2 separate regions of the Sus scrofa genome follow, and region 1 is linked to region 2. A link is a contact called in public Hi-C data. All regions are on one chromosome and are shown on one strand. Each heading gives the region's core, a stretch centred on a gene start, on an enhancer-like site or on the middle of the called end of the contact. The rest is flanking DNA. Distances are from core to core; before and after follow the strand shown. Region 1 has its middle 870 kb from the start of MCTP2. Region 2 has its middle 920 kb from the start of NR2F2.

What was found. Hi-C and Micro-C count contacts between places; a contact is called where the count stands out from the background.
Region 1: a Hi-C map of liver shows a contact between it and region 2, with 4 times the contacts expected there. The contact joins two enhancer-like sites. A contact is called at or near these places in 3 of 47 Hi-C or Micro-C datasets (embryonic fibroblasts, epiblast stem cells and liver).

The regions. Positions count from the first base shown.
Region 1 is chr7:84,095,360-84,099,388 of Sscrofa11.1, reverse strand. No RefSeq gene overlaps it. Among named protein-coding and RNA genes, the nearest start is that of MCTP2, 870 kb to the left of the region's middle. Within about 2 kb of position 2,173, at least 28 of the 83 cell types and tissues checked have an H3K27ac peak or open chromatin away from gene starts, as enhancers often do. A contact at or near this core is called in liver, where this site is marked.
Region 2 is chr7:84,009,023-84,012,842 of Sscrofa11.1, reverse strand. No RefSeq gene overlaps it. Among named protein-coding and RNA genes, the nearest start is that of NR2F2, 920 kb to the right of the region's middle. Within about 2 kb of position 1,997, at least 19 of the 83 cell types and tissues checked have an H3K27ac peak or open chromatin away from gene starts, as enhancers often do. A contact at or near this core is called in liver, where this site is marked.

The DNA of each region.
Region 1 (4,029 bases), core at 924-3,423, 86 kb before region 2:
TTTCATAACAAATTCAAGATGCAACATTTTCATCCTTTAGAAGTTTTCAGTGGAAAAATTTATTCATTTTTGTATTAGTTTACTTTTAATAACAAAATTTATTTATTTAATTAAATGCAATTTAATCTTAATCAGTCTTGACTATGCACAAAACTCTTTTCTTAGGATTCCTTTAGCACAAACCTTCCACAGCTTTCTGCAGCCACATAAGTTTGTCCCTTGTTTTTCCCATCTAGAAACAATCAGGTCTAGGATAAAATTATTTTTCTTTTTTTCTTTTTCAGTGGGAAAATTGAAAAGACAGACACTCATTTTAAGCAGAGAAGAAAAAATGTATGCATGTATTTTTTTCCTCAAAAATTAAAAACGGAAGCATGAAATTTGCTTTAAAGATATTCATATTTTCAACTACCTAGAAATTATCCAAATGATTGGTATTTGTGTTGTTTTTGTTTCTAACTATAATAATGCTGCTGAAAATGCTCATGGTATGCATTTACTTTAGGTGACTCTACCTCATAAAATGCATAGATCACATTGCATATGCTTTTCCAAGTTTCTTTTAAATTAGGATATGTGCATTCCATGCCCACCTAGATAGCACAGAAGAAAGCCTAGACTTCAGGAGAAAGCAACTAAAATTGGGATAGAAACTTGCCATTTGGACATAATTTGGTCCATCACCACCATAGATTTTACAGTCTCAGCTCCCCTTCCACAGACCCATCGACAAGAGGGTATTACAATTTTTTGCTGACATTGGTGACCTGGCATCGCTGATTTATTCTCTGCTTCGGTTTACAGAGGAATAAACCAGTAATTAATTATATATCAGAACATGAGAATCGACCTTGCAATAATGTACAGGCTAAGAACGCTCTATTTACATATGTAGGTTATTTAAAATATGTCTTGTTAAATAAATATTTAAAATACCTCTTTATTTAGCTTATAAACTGTTTGGACTGAGGCTGCAGTGTGACTCGCAGAATGTTCGAAAGAGTGAGAGAGTTACCATAGATTTTCATCTCTTCCTGACCTGCAATTTTTCCCCTCTCTCTCTGGCAGGCCTCTTTAAGGCAAATAACAACATGAACTTTCTTGCCATCAAAATATGTAATATTGGTAGAAAGATGATCTTTGGAAAACTGTAAAACTCACCTTTATCTTGAGGGCAGGTACTAAGAACAAGGGATGTAGGCATAAATTAACCACAGTCGTCAAGACCACCTCTTAGAGAGCAGTGAAGTAGACAGGAAGTATGGGAAATGAATGATTTCACAGCAAAATGTTCTCCCTGCTCTGAGGTTGTTTGTCCAGTCCAGAGTTATTTTTAAAGGAGAAGAAAATGAAATACAGAACTTAGAGTTATCCACGTCGCTTGAGTCAGCACAAACTCATGATTTCAAAACAACCGTAATGAGAACACGCATGGTAAGGACGACGGTGTTGGGGGAGACAAACGCTGTACTTTGCAAGAGAAATAAGCTCAGCGTCAGTCCAAGACCAAGCTAGGCATTCAGTTTATTTTAGGTGCTCGAAAGTTAGTTTTTTCCTGGAGCGAATGTCTCTATACCTGAAACCGCCCAGTTTTCGCCAAAGCATGTTTGTTCCCTGCAATCTGGAATCACAAACTTAATCAGTTGTTGATCCACCAGGGGGAGCAGTTCACCAGCACAAAACAAACCTTCCCCAAAGGAAGTCGGGGAAGGCGCCTCTTCCTCTCAGTTTACACAGCGGACAAGGACCCTGATTTTTATCGGTTCTACTAGATGTGGCGCTCCTCTGCCTAATACTCATTTCATGTGCCTAACCCTATGCTGGTGGGATACATATTGTTCCTTTGTGGACACGTATACCCACAGCAGATTTTAAAGTAGGACTGAGAAATCAGACCTTGTGCTTTGTAGAAATTCCTTGTTTTATTATAGGAAATACAGTCCCTGCTTCTCCAGCAGCTTATATGGACAAAACCAATAGATTTGTCAAACTATTTATTCAATCCTTATTCTCCGATCTTCAGTCTGGTGTGTGTGTGTGTGTGTGTGTGTGTGTGTGTGTGTGTGTGTGTGATTCTCGCAGCTCTTGAAGCCAGGCAACTACCACAGCTTGCTGACAGCACAGCTTCTTTCCTCAGCCCTTTCCCTTTCCTTTGGCCAGGGCCCTGGGGCTGGGCAGGAAGACAGCTGTCAGAGAAAGGTCCGTGTTGATGATAAACTCTTTGTGTGCAAGTTCAGGCTTTGTACCAGCCTGTCCAAACAAAACAGCTGTGGACTTCAATGGACCTGTGTGTGGGTAGAGAACCCCAAGTTTGTTAATGTAGAAAGACAACCAGAAGTGTATACCAGCTCCTAACGTGCTTTTCAAATGGTTTTGAAATCCACAGAAGGAATTCCCCTAGGAAAGCCTAGTTTTAATTTTAATAAGGTCAGTTCCTTATCCTAAACCTCTTTCCTGGTCCTTCAGCATCCTAAATCTTTTTATGGCTCCTTAAATTCCTTGTCCATTTAATATTTTTCCCTGGTAGTTTAAGGGGTAGGCTCTGGGTCTACAGCTTCACCATCACCAGGGAACTTGCTAGAAATGCAGAACCTCAGACCCTATCTTAGACCTGCTGAATCAGAATCTGCCTCTTAACACAACCCCAGGTGATTGGAGAACATGTTGAAGGCTGACACTCTGCTCACAGACAGCCTGGTCTCTGGATGGGCCTCCTTCTGTTAGGACATAGATAAGATACACAGATCTACGCATTCTTCTAAACAGAATGTGTAGATGTCAAGGTCATTACATGATCTTATGATACATGCAACCAACTCTTGAAGCAGCAGTCTTGAGAGTTCAGTCTTTCAAGTTAAAAAAAAGAAAAAAATCTTAGCTTCCAACCTCAGGTCGGGCACTTGCCAGCTCTTCCTATCCTCATTTGTACCTCATAAGTATTAACTCTATTGTGGAGATTAAATGAACACCTGACACTCAAAAGATCCCATTGTTATTCATCTTTCCCTTCAGAATTGAGTTTTCAATCTATGAATATTATTCAGTGATTTGATTAACTTTTTTCCATCCAACTTTTCTATTCTTTTATTTTTCTGCTATTTTTAAAAATGTGTTTTATTACTTCTGAAGAAAACATGGGGAAGGAATAGTGAATCTCAAGTCTGCCTATGTATTTACTAATTAGTTGCTTTGTTGAATGATTTTTGAAGAGGAAAAAGTTGAAAAAGCTGAAATAATCATTTAGGATTTTTGATGAAATTCCAAGACCTATCTTTAACATTGTTATATCTAGGATAATTGAAGGAGGGAGAAATTCATTCTTGAAAACAAAATAGAAAATATCCCCTTTAAATACCTAAAGATGAGGGAGAAACAAGCTGAATTCCAAGAAGCACATCTGTTAATCCTATCATGGGAACACTGTCACAGCTGGATGGAGTGAGTGACAGGTATTTGTGCTGTAGTACTGTGACATATATTTTTCCATATCTTTGAAGATCAGGATTTGAGGAGCCGTACTCTATAATGCTCATTTTCTTTCTGGCCCTTCCTTTATCATATTCTTTGGCAAAAGTGTAAAGTGATATTCTGAATTTGGGCCCAAAGTCACTGGAAGGTAAAAGTCACCTGGTTATCCACTCGCTACATCACCAAATTAGATGTACTCTCTTCTTAAGAGAATCAGTTATGCAGGACATGGGCTTTCTTTTCTGACAAGAGTAGAGGTTTCACATGGTAGGTGAGAGGGAAAGCTGGTCTCAAGCTGATGTCCAAATTTCCCTCAGGCCTGACCAGGACCTCCTCATCTTTCCTGCAACGAGGATCCTCTGAGGCACTGGGGGTGGGCTGCGGGTGGGGAGGGGGTGTGGAGAAGAGGGGCAGGGCGATGCTGAATTTGAACACTTTGGAAGGGGGAGCTTGACTTGCAGCAGGGAAGCTCCTCTCCGGAGAACTTTTGATAGTTTTCCCCAAGATCTTCTTTCCTGCCCTTCCAGATGGTCTTCCTCATACTGTTTCCTCTCCAGGGTC
Region 2 (3,820 bases), core at 748-3,247:
TATGTTACAATGTGAAACAGCATGTTTTACAGTCCTCTGAATGGTGGGATAAATAAAACAGCTCTGAGTCCAGAGCTTTTGAGGAGGGGGGTGGGGGAAAATGTATTTTGTAACATTTCATTTAGAGCAGAAAAATTTCCCCACTGACAAGGGAACATTTGACCCTAAGAAAATGTTAAGTTCTACCCACAGCTGTTTGAGGAAATGGGCAATACAAGACTGGGCTGCCTTCAATGATGTGGGCTATAAGATTACAATCACCTCCCTCTCAAAGAGACAGTTTTGGAGATTTGGGGCTGATTTGAGAGTGCTGAGGAGAATTTATAAAAAGCAACTCCTGCACAAACATCCAGGAAGAGAGAGTAAGAAGGAGGAGCGTGCACATTTCTAGGACATATCGAGCATACATGTTGAAAGGATCATTGGAGTTCATTTGGAGCTGTCTTTGGGAGCAAGTTGAATGTGTGGAACACAGCTAGGTGACTTTCCAAAATAATCATTCATGCTTTGGTGGAGGCGGGGATTGGAGGGGAAGTTGGACAGAGGGAGCAGGAAAGGAAAACAAATCCCAAAGCCAGAGTTTTGCAACAGAGAGTAACAATTGTCAGTTTCCACTGGGCACTCAGCTCCCACACAGTCCCTTCCGCTAACGCATGCTGCAAGTCTGCAATCATCTTTCTTCCTCCTATTGAGACTTGCAAGGTCATAAAAGAGGGGTATCACTCACTTTAATCTGGTAATTTCCCTGTTCCTTGAATTCACATCTTTTTTTTTTTTTTTTAAGTGAAGCTTTGACACATTAGTATTTAATAGTCTTGCCCTTCCCTTTAGTATGTGGTTTTGTGGCTCCAGTGCAAGTACCCACACTACTCATTTTCTTCATTTCATGCCCCTAATCTTCCAGAACACTTTTATTTAAAACTTGCCGATAGTAACCGCAACTTTATTACAGAGGGAAACAAGTAGCAAGAAATCTGTATGTTGTTCATATTGTATTTCACTGGTGAGTCCATCTCTTCTTTTTTTAATCCTCAAAACATGAGAGGGAGGGAGTTAGCCCCCATTTGACAGAAGCAGTAACTGAGGTTCAGATAAACAGCAAGCTGTCCCAAATGCCACAGCAGTAAACAGAGCCTTTGCCCAAGTCCATGACTCACTGGCATCTAACTAAATTAGGTGCCTATATCCATTATATTACCTTTCAACTGCGTAACAATTTCAAGTTTAAAGGCACTTTTTTTTCCTTTCCTACGTCATGTCCTTTAATAAATAAATTCAAAGAACCCACCCATTTAAAAATAATTTTCAGTTCAGAAGCCCGGGAAGTAATGTTAATTTATTAATGAAGATAAACGAATAATGTAATACCAAGGTGGTTTTCCTTTTCTATAGAGTCTCTTACATATATGGCTATGAAATACACCTCTGAACACATGTTATTTTAATGATTACATGCCGTATCTCCCAATTTGTTCTCTTGAGGGAGAAAATAAACACAGATTTTCTTGAATATAATTACTGGGTTTAAAGCCCACACTTCACATTTTCCTGAATCCCTCAGCTCACTCAGTTTCAAGACCATGTCTCCTAAAGACAAAATAGCCTTTTAGGTAAGTCGTACTGAGGTTTTGTTTGTTTGTTTATTTGTGGGGGTGGGGGCGGAAATCAGTTTCTCTGGAAAGCTGGATTCTGTGTTCTCAAGGGTTATAAAAATGGGAATCATTTTTATTGGCAATCCACTGGAATAGTGCTGAGACAAATGGAAACTTGAAGATAAGGATCCTCAGAGGTGAGAACATACAGCTGTTGGGAATTGCGAGAGAATCTGACCAATAAAGGAAGTCACTATTTTTCCAGGCCTAAAGTGAGTTATAGGGCGAGACGGGTGTTGTATATTTATGTAAGCCAGCAGCAGGGAGTTTAAGCGGCTGTATATTGCTGAAAGAGCATCATTCACATTCAGGCTGAGACAAAACGTGGAAATGAAGTAACATCCTGGCTGAAGAAGGCCTCACGACAGAATAATAACATTTCAGAAAGGGGGGCCGTGTGCGAGGCTGTGGGTAGGCCTCAAAATGAGGAAATGATCAAGATGCCTTGTCAGGCTTTCAAAAACAGTTACACACACACACACACACACACACACACACACACACACACTCAGGATTAAGGCCTGGCCAAGCGTCCTTGGGAAGGAAGGTCATTTATCTTTCACAGAAACGCGTACACAATTACTTGCAAACTTCATCAGTATACTCAGCAAGATAGGTTTGCCAAAAACACTAAAAATAATATATATCAAAACACATATTACAGTCGGCCCCTGTTTGGTGTTTCTTATTATCATACACTCCTGCATTGGCATGGATACTAATTCAGGACAATATCTGAGGGACTAAAGTGGTTCTGGCTGCTCAGTTTCAAGGGAGAGGTTGAGTGGGGAGGGGGAGAAACTGCCTTATCTCCTGTGTTTATTTATTGTGTCCTTTTGTTTAGAGGAAGTCGCAAGTAGAAGAAAAGGGTCTTGAAATTACATTCCTCTAATGACAAATGGGGGGAAGGAAAGAGAGACCATCCATTGCAGAAAGATGATCAAAAGGAAAGGGAAAAGAAAGAGTTTTAACTTTCAAAAAATATCCACAGCTAGTCTGTGGGACTCTCTGAAATGTTGTGCTTCTGTTTAGTGGAGATGGTCTAGGCTCTGCCCAAATGCTAATTAAGATGTCAGAAATGTTAATGGTGGATTGGGGTAAATACTTCAGGAACATTAGTCATTTTAGCAAAAAAAAAAACAAAAAGACAAAACACAATGTAAAATAAGAATCGCCAGTCACACACTGAGCTTTTAGTTAGTACTAATTTAGAATGGTTATTAAAATTTGGAATCACTGGAATGAAAATAGTATATCTTGTCCTTGAGATTTGTTTATTTTTGAAACTGATATGACAATTATGATAAACTTGAGTAAAATCACAAGGTTTTCTGTAAAAATGTGCATGTCGTGTGCCGTGGACTAGATTCAAGAGTTTTCCTTATTAGGACAAAGTGCAATGAGATGTCAAAGTGATTTTATTCTAGGAAAACAAAATTTAAAACATAAAACATATATTTAAACTTTAGTTTGCTTAAGTTTTAAGGGAATAGTGGAGTTACAAAATGAATAGACTTGCCTCTTTATCCTCTGCCTTTTTACAACTGATATTAAATTTCCATTAAGAAAAAAAGTGATTGAAGTGATTGAAATGATTTAATTTCCTTCATTGACCAGTCTTTCAAAGTATTACTCCTTATTGTTTCAGTCATACCTGACAAGTTTGCACATTCAAATATTTATCAGGACACAATATTTAGCAAACTTTTCAGGAGCCAAAGGCCAGAGAGAACAAGAATGAGCATAGGGCTCTTCTCCCTATTAAATGATCAATTGCAAACAGTAACAGTTCACAGGATATTTGCAGGTAAACTCACCAGGTGCAGAACTGAAGGCAAAGATTTCTAGGAAAGACAACTTCAGCAAATCTGTATTATGATCCTACTTGCCAATTTCCTATTTTTCTATAGGGTACCTCTTAAGGGCTGGGGTCATGCGAATTCATTCCTGGCTTCTGAAGCATCAGGTAATAGCCACTGCCAAAAACAGGATTCCCAAACCGTCAGCTCACGGGGTCTGATTCTATATGGGAACACTTAGTATTTTGACCACATCTCCTGCATATTATTTGCCTGCATCTCCTGGCATGGCTGCCTAGTACTAAAAATGTATTGGTGGAGAACATACTGAAATCGGGGATCCCCTGAGCATATCCTACAAGTGCTTTA